Linked DNA regions of Gossypium arboreum: all the other regions are linked to region 2. The links are chromatin contacts, called in public Hi-C maps. All regions are on one chromosome and are shown on one strand. Each heading gives the region's core, a stretch centred on a gene start, on an enhancer-like site or on the middle of the called end of the contact. The rest is flanking DNA. Distances are from core to core; before and after follow the strand shown. Region 1 holds the start of LOC108478947 (methyl jasmonate esterase 1-like). Region 2 holds the start of LOC108477002 (autophagy-related protein 101). Region 3 holds the start of LOC108479252.

The links. A called contact is a pair of places that touch in the nucleus more often than the background predicts.
Region 1: a Hi-C map of leaf shows a contact between it and region 2, with 4 times the contacts expected there. The contact joins the promoter of LOC108478947 here to the promoter of LOC108477002 in region 2. A contact is called at or near these places in 2 of 5 Hi-C or Micro-C datasets (both in leaf).
Region 3: a contact with region 2 is called in a Hi-C map of leaf, with 4 times the contacts expected there. The contact joins the promoter of LOC108479252 here to the promoter of LOC108477002 in region 2. A contact is called at or near these places in 2 of 5 Hi-C or Micro-C datasets (both in leaf).

The regions. Positions count from the first base shown.
Region 1 is chr12:18,177,096-18,179,916 of ASM2569848v2, reverse strand. It overlaps LOC108478947 (methyl jasmonate esterase 1-like), which reads right to left and starts at 1,320. Exons shown (of 4, transcript XM_053023365.1): 1 at 321-1,320; 2 at 245-319; 3 at 28-165. The coding sequence starts at 611. It overlaps LOC108476553, which reads right to left. Exons shown (of 13, transcript XM_053022757.1): 13 at 2,148-2,713.
Region 2 is chr12:18,575,994-18,578,693 of ASM2569848v2, reverse strand. It overlaps LOC108477002 (autophagy-related protein 101), which reads left to right and starts at 1,261. Exons shown (of 7, transcript XM_017779404.2): 1 at 1,261-1,600; 2 at 1,720-1,756; 3 at 1,909-1,994; 4 at 2,109-2,204; 5 at 2,393-2,558; 6 at 2,663-2,700. The coding sequence starts at 1,568.
Region 3 is chr12:19,033,727-19,036,426 of ASM2569848v2, reverse strand. It overlaps LOC108479252, which reads left to right and starts at 1,387. Exons shown (of 25, transcript XM_017781732.2): 1 at 1,387-1,722; 2 at 1,831-1,994; 3 at 2,130-2,239. The coding sequence starts at 1,859. It overlaps LOC108477337, which reads left to right. Exons shown (of 10, transcript XR_001870245.2): 9 at 1-350; 10 at 557-774.

The DNA of each region.
Region 1 (2,821 bases), core at 71-2,570, 400 kb after region 2:
TACTGACTGAATTTGAGAAAGTCTTGCCTCAGGTGGGGATAACTGGTACAACTTGGATGCCAAGAAATTATGTCCGAAGAGTGCTGAAGTTGGAGGCTTATCTAGTCCATTCTGGAACAGAAACTGGATGTCCATGGTCTTGTCAGGACTCAACCTTTCATTGAGCTGTCCGATAAAGAAAAAAAACAGTGATGGAAGTTAAGAAGCTGTCTCAATACATGGTAAGAACTGCAGAAGCATGTACCTGTTGAGAAATAGTTAGGTAAGGGAGATTTGGACCGGGCATGAAAGCAGTGGCAAATACTGCAACAGCAACTTTTTTCAGGAAATCTTTCCATGGCAGCCGATATGGAATACCCACCTAGACTGTGACCCACTAGAATCACCTTCTCCTCCGGCTGAGCAGACGCCATGAAGTTCATCAATGGTTCAAAGTAATCAGGAAACGACTGAGCCTCCTGAACTTCCTTTGGATGAATACCAGCACCAGCCAAGTCCATTGCTGTAACCTTGTGGCCCATTGATTTGAGCTGAGTTATCACTTTATACCAACACCAAGCTCCATGGCAGGCTCCATGAACTAGCACAAAATGACCTTCTTTCTTCTCCATCTCTTTTTCTCTTCCTTGCTCTCTTTACTTGTTTGGTTCAGTCTCTTGCAACCAATTTATATCAAAATTATGGGAGATAATTCAATAAGTGCGGCCTTTAAATCAATTGATTCCCTTTAAGTCAAGGCGTAGCTTATTGGTATTGCAATGTATTTGCATTTATATTCTTTGTTTTTTTCCTTCTCCAAAACAGCTATAAGTTACCATAAAACAAAAACGTAATATCAAAAGGATGGCTATTATAGGTCCATATAAGCTAAAGTAAGACGGACGACAGAATCGAGGAGAACATCGTATGGTCGGCAACTAAATATCAAATTTAATTAATAGTAAAACTTGGAAAGGATAAGATCATAAGAGCTTAGAGTTTGATATTTAGTTGTATTTTATACTGTATACTTTCACCATGAATCAAGCAGGAATCTCTCTGAAATTTCTTAAAGGCAAGAGCAGAAGCCTCAGGACCTAACCATGTGATCAAAATCCAGAAGCAGCGTCACCCCATTAGGTGGGTTGTGTCCCTTTGGCTTCATTGAATGAACAGGCACAACAAGGGTGCTGCCATGCCGCACAACCAAAACAAGCACAGTTTAAAGGTTCTTCCGCTTAAAGTCGAAAGGTTATAACTAAATCACCTTTTTAGTGCTACTACTATCATTGCATCTTTCCTTGTCCAAGTTCAAGAATCATCAATAATACTAGTCTATTTTGTATCACATGTTTTGAAGAGAAAAAAAAAGAATGGTTGTTAGCCACAACGTGTTTGTCATGGTGTGCTGTTTCTTCAAGAAATAGTCCAATAGAGATACTTATATTATTAAAAGATTCATGTTTTATTTTATAATAATATTTTTCAATGAAAGATTAATAATATTTTTAAATTTATTTCTAATTTTAAAAGTTAATATTAATATAAAATTGTAATCTTAAATATTTTATTAAATTTATAAATTATATTAATTATTTATTATATAATTAAATTGAATATCGAAAATTATAATATCTAAGATCAATATTTTAACATTTTAAATATTTTAAGAAAATAAAATTAAAACTTATACTTAATATAATATTAGTTTTATTTTAGTTAATTCTTTCCATTGATGAAAAATATTTTCCAAGAACCAAACACTTGAAAATGATTTCAAAAAATAAATTGATGTTTCGAAAAAGTATGTTTTCTAATGCTTGGATGAAGTATTATTTTCAATGAAACAAGCCCTCATACCATGGGAAGTATGTTTTCTAATGCTTGGATGAAGTATTGTTTTCAATGAAACAAGCCCTCATACTATGGGAAAGTTTTACAGATTTTTATTTAATATTGTCTAAAAATAAATTAATTAAATCAATAAATAACATTAATTCGAAATGTTTCTTTTTTTTTTATGCTAGTCTAATAGTGCCTTTATGACTGAAGGAAAATGGAATAGATACTTGCAAAAACTCATTTTCTCGAGACTTTGTCCTGCTCGTTTATTCTTTTTTTAGTGCAACCAATATATAACTTTTTTTTATTTGTTACTGCCAACAGAATTTAACATTTGAATGGCCAAGTTCGTAGAACTTCAACAACAAATGAAGAACGTCTGAAATGAAAAACTGGTACAATACCATTGATATACTTTATTCCTAGACCAAACTCAATTCACAAACCAGCTATGAGAAGAACTCCCTGCTTCAGTGGTGAGCCTTCGGTTCACATTACTAAGCCAGACCGTTGTGTACATTACTAAGATCTTGATTTCAAAATACTCTATCCTTGATGTTACCAAACTGTTAAGAGTGTTAACTTTTAGAAAAGCAACGGAGAATGACAAAGGTATATAATAACATAAGTACATGTTACACAAGCTGATCAAAACTTAGCAATGGGATTCAAAAGACATTGTTTTGATGAGTGAACTGCGGGTTTTACCATCAGCGTCTAGTTTCACAAAAGTATTGTCATGCTTTGAAGTAGCTGCAAAATTTATCATCTTTTGTTGTAATTTAAAGCAGTTGCTGATATTGCCTTGGAAAGCTGCTTCAATAGCTTCATCAATTCAATGTTCTCATGTCTCAACTTGAGTAAAGGAAAAATCAAGCGAGGTTAAACCATCCTGAAATTTGTAAAAGAATAAGTTGAGAATAAAAGCTGATAGAACAACTATTTATGTTGCTCTTGAAGGAAAAAGAATAAGACAAAGAGCTCATATATGGATTAAACA
Region 2 (2,700 bases), core at 12-2,511:
TGCGTTTCAAAACTAAAAAATAGTTATTTCATCGATCAAAGACATCTTGACAGAAAAATACTTGGATCTCATATAAAAATGCGTCGTAAGTTAATTGATTTTTCAAACTTAAAAAATTGGTAGCTTTGATGAATTGAATTTAATAAATTTTCACCCTATCCATGCATGTATTAAGGAGGCCTAGTTTAGGACTTGGGCTAATGGTGTAACACGAAAGGGCGGTTGAGAGGAGATTGTGTGTAACTTGGGAGAGTTGAAGACATGGTCAGTAAGGGTTAATAGAAAGGGATGGTGCTGAAAGGTATGATAGCGGCTAGAGGGAGCAGGGTGGCGCTGCAAGGGACATAGAATGAGGTAGTGGTGAATTGATATTGCAACAATGGTGGTTTGTTTTTAATAGTAAGGGAAAGTGGTGATGGAACAAAAGAAGTGTGGCGAATTGTGTGAGAGGAAGGTGGCGGTGTTGGGCAATGCGTTTGAGGCAATGATGGGATGATGATGGTGGCGTGAGAAGGGTGCAACAGGGGGCTTTTTCTTTCTTGGGCAAGGCATGGTCGGGGTGGGGGGAATTTTGGTGGAAAAGAAGGATTTTAATTGGTTAAGGATTTGGGTAGAAAAAGAATTCGATTAGTCAAGGAAGTTTGATTTAATTAGTGCAAATTTTAATTTTTTCTGAATCCTATTAAAATGAAAAATTTTGTAAATATTTAAAATTAAATTTGTAGAATTTTTTAAATCTAATTGCTAAAATGTGTAAATATTGGAAGGTTAAATTTGTTATTATGTGAATAAAAAGCCGATGTTAGACTTGCATTATCGACTTAATGGTATGATGATTAAAAAAATTAATTTTGAAAACTTTAGTGACTAAATAAAAAAAATTATAATTGGGTGACCAAACTAAAAACACTCTCATAATTAGGTCACCATTCATGGAATTTACCCTAGTTTTTAGTATATATTTAAAAAAAAATGAATTTTATAGGAGGGAAGAAAACATTTGGGTATCAAGATCGAAATCAAAAACAAAAATATCCAAGAAAGTTTGGGATGAAAGGGTTTGGAATGTATATACCGGATTGCCATTCCGGCGGGCCTTAAACAGACCTGTGAACTGAATTGAATTTTCTTAAATCAAACCAATGAACCACTCAAACAAAACTATGGGCCATATCGGACCTTCTTTAGCAGTTCTGGACTTTAGGCACGGCCCCTCAATGAGTCCCATCTTTTTTCAATTGTGAAATAAACAAATATACAATCAGAACTGGGAAAATGAAAAAGCATAAGACGTCCGGAGTTAACACGTTATTAATCATGCTTATGTAAGCCACCTTATTTTTATTATCCAAACGCCATTAAAGAAAGAAAAAAAAAATGTGAGACAGATATATCCAAGCCTAAACAAAGTAAAAGGCACACACTCTGCCGATTAAAAGATCGATTAAGCAAAAAAGTAAAACAAGTTTCGATTGAAATCTAGGGTTTGATCCATCCAATTTTCTTCGATCTCTTTTTTTTTTTTCTCTTTTAGTTTCTTCTGGGTTTCCCTCTTTAAACAATTATCATGAACTGCGAAGTCTGCCAACTCAAAGAACTGGTAATCAAAATTTTCTCTTTTACTGTTTTATTTCACTCTTAAATATTAAGACATACTATTTATTCTTCTGATTGAAATTTTCCTTTACTTTTCGCTAAATTTAACAATATCCTATTTAGGAAGTGGAGCATTTTGAAATTCGCGAAGTTTTGCGCTGTAAGTCCTCTCTTCAATTTCTATATTTGTTCCTTTTTTAAGTAATTAATTTCGTTTATTAAACGTTCTCTCTTTTTTGTAGTTTTTTTTTTATTTGATTAACTTGACCTGTTAAAAGTTTTTCTTTTTCCCTTTTAAATCCATGATGGCAGGCATTTTACATACAATAGTGTTTCATAGAGCATTAGGTCTAGTTCGGCCCAAAGATGTGGATTTGGAGCTTTTTGAAATTACTTATGTAAGTCATTCATGTCTTCAGTTTTTACTTCTCCAATCGAAATCACTGCTTTTATTTCCTGATTTTTCTCTGGCGTTTTGCATGTTTCCCAAATTCGTATTTTGTAATAATTAGGTGCAATGTGGGGATGTGGAACTTGAGAAGAAAATAGATGAGAAGATTGATCATTTCATAAGTTGGGTGGAAAAACATCCCAATAAGAAAAGTCAGGTCTGTTATGTCTATTCGCTTATAGTTTTCAGGTTTTTGTTTCGGATATGGTCGCCGTTGCATCTTATTTTATGTTTAGGTTTTATTTTTGCTTATGTTGCATTTGCATGATATATGGTCGTAGCCTTTTACATTTTAGCTTGTATCTTGTCTTCAATATGAGTTCTTTTCTTGTGTTTGTGCTATAGATATGCTTATCGTTTTATGAGGTGAAAAGCAAGCAGCCATCTTGGTTCACTAATAAAACCGAGCGCTTATATTGGGAGCAATGGTATATCAATTTGAATGTTACTCAACACCCAAAACACCATTCAAGCAAATCTCATCATACCAAACTGGTCGTTGACCCCGGAGGTATAACCTTGTTTATGCCCTTAACTTTAAAAATTGTAAATTGCTTTTGCTTTCTTTAAAATCTATCTTCTTCCTGTTATGATTGTTTATGTTCATTAATATAGAGAGAGCTACTGAGGAGAGAAGTTCTCGTAGAGCAATG
Region 3 (2,700 bases), core at 138-2,637, 460 kb before region 2:
TCTACTTCAACAATGGTAAGGTCATTGTCCTTTAGACCATATGTAGATCCATGGACAATACCTGCTTCTCAAAACCAGCAGTTCAACTGACAATTACAGCCACCATCCCAACTCAAATCCTGACTTTTGCAATAGATAAAGGAATTTGATCCAATCTCCAGATTTGATGAATGTTGACAGGCAGTTATACTGATCCCTTTCTGCAGTAAAGGCGTGTAAATGGACGCAAAATTTCTTTTGACTCAATTTTCATTAGGATGCTACAATGCACAAGCAACAGCTGGAAGTTACGTTCTCAGCATGGAAATCATGCAAAGATAAATAGGAAACGAACATCTGCACTTTTCATAGTATGTAATAGTAATATGGTTGAACAATGCAATTCTTTGCATAAATTTTGCGCACTTTTTAAGGCCACAAATTGCTTTCTGTTGATATTTTAGTTTTACAGTGTAGATTAAATATATGAAGATTTGCTTGACGGATAGTTGATCTAAACCGATCAACTATAACTCTTTGTAAGCAATATACTGATAGTTTTGTTGTTTTATAGCAGTTGGGCCTTATTCATGCCAAAGATTAGTCATTGATAGCCACTGCTGATGGTGACCCATGGAGTTACCTGTTCCTGGACAAGACTAGCTGATGGCTGAGCTATATGCATGTCTGTGTTTCGATTTTTTTTTTTTTTTTGGTGTCAGCTATTTGAATATAGACGTGAAAATATTATTAAATATGTCAAAATTGGGTAAATATATTATTTTGGTACTTGAATTTGGTTTTAAAGTTCATATTGTTGCATGTTTTTTACTCCAATTAGGTACTTGAACCTGGTCTTAAAGTTCAATTTGGTACCTAAAGTTTATTTTGGTGCAATTAAGTACTTGAACTTGGCTTCTTGGTTCAAATTGGTACTTGGCTTTTTGGTCCAAATTAATACTTTCTGTGAATGACTTATTTGAACCATGAAGCTAAGTTTAGGTATTAATTGGAATAAAAAAGCCAAGTTCAGGTACCTAATTGGATAATAAAAAAAAGTTTAGATATCAAATTGAACTGAGGTCAAGTTTAGGTACCTATTCGATAAAAAAAACTCTTAAGTACCAATTTGTTCCTTTTAAGTCAAGTTTAGTTATTAAAATGTAAATTTAAGTCAAGTGTAGGTACTTAGTTTTAAATTTTTTTTTTAATTTTTTGTCACCTGTCAATGTGAGATTGACATGTTGCCATGTCCGTGTATATTAATAATGTTAGATACCTTAAAAAAAGTACCAAATTGAAATTGCAATTTTAAGGTTAGATACCAATTAAAGTTAAAAAGAGTACAAATTGCAAATTTCAGGGAACTTCATATATATTAACTAAAACAATTAATACAAATATGATATGTGTAACATGACCCAAATATTGCCCACCCCTCTTCCCGTCGTTAACATCTTAAATATCTTTAGAAAGTTTTATATTATGAACTCGATAGTCCAAAGTGGGCTGAATCGTAGTATACTAAAATAAAACCAGCAAATAAAAGGAGGCCCAAATATTTGTTCCTCCATTAAGGCCAACTCTCAGTTTCGCCATCACCAACCAGCCAGACCAGCCTATTCTTTTTCTCTTAAATTTCACAGCTTATTTTTGTTATTTTGATATTCTTTTCTATGCATTTTACCTTTCAAAAGAAATCTCGGGATGAATTGAGCTTCTTCCGCATAGAAAACACAAGAGGTAAACAGATTAAATTTAAAATTTCCTTCGACTCTCAACGTGCAGTTCAGATCGGATCTAGGTCTCCGCTCTCTTCCCAATTCTGATTTTCCTTTTTCTGTGTGAGAGATAGAGAGAGAGTTCAAAAGAAGAATCGATGGAGTGGACGACTTTGCAACACTTGGATCTACGCCATGTCGCACGAGGCATTTACAAACCGTTGCAGCCACACGCCGCAGCTTTTCATCCTACTCAGGCTCTCGTTTCCGCTGCCATCGGCACTTACATCATCGGTAATGACGACTAAAGTTCAACTTTTGTCTTTTAAAAAAAAAGGAATTTAGAGAGGTTTTGGATAACTTTTAGAGCTGAGCAGTTAAATCTGCTTTAAAAGGATTAAAACATGTTTGGATCTTTTTTGGTTGCAGAATTTGATGCTTTAACTGGAAGTAAGCTAGCTACTATAGACATTGGTTCGCCGGTGGTTCGGATGGCTTATAGTCCTACAAGTGGTCACGCTGTGATTGCCATTCTTGAGGTTGGTTCCGCAATTTTAAAGTTAGCTTCGATCATTACCACAAAAAAGAACAAAAAAGAAATTGCATTCAATTATCATGAGAATAGAATTACTGCATATTAAGATTAGTATTAGTACAGTTGTTAATCAATTGATGTAGAGGGTAGAGCATATAAGATTGCTATTAGTTCAATCTTAGATTTTACTGCCATTAGACAGGTTTCTTTGTAAATATTCTAGTATGAGGAGATAGTTTGAATCTTATTTTTTTGTTCCTAAGAATGTCGAGGCATTTTAAGGTAGGGTGTGTTCTTTCAATGTGTGGCGTTGATCTTTTAGATAGCTTCCTAAAATTCATTTCCTTTCAGTTTTCAATTGTTCACAAAATATGTTGTGGTAAGATGTTTTATTGAAACCAATCTATGCTAGTGGTATTCTAGGGGTCATGTATTTTGTGTGGTCGTTCCCAAGTTGGAGAAAGT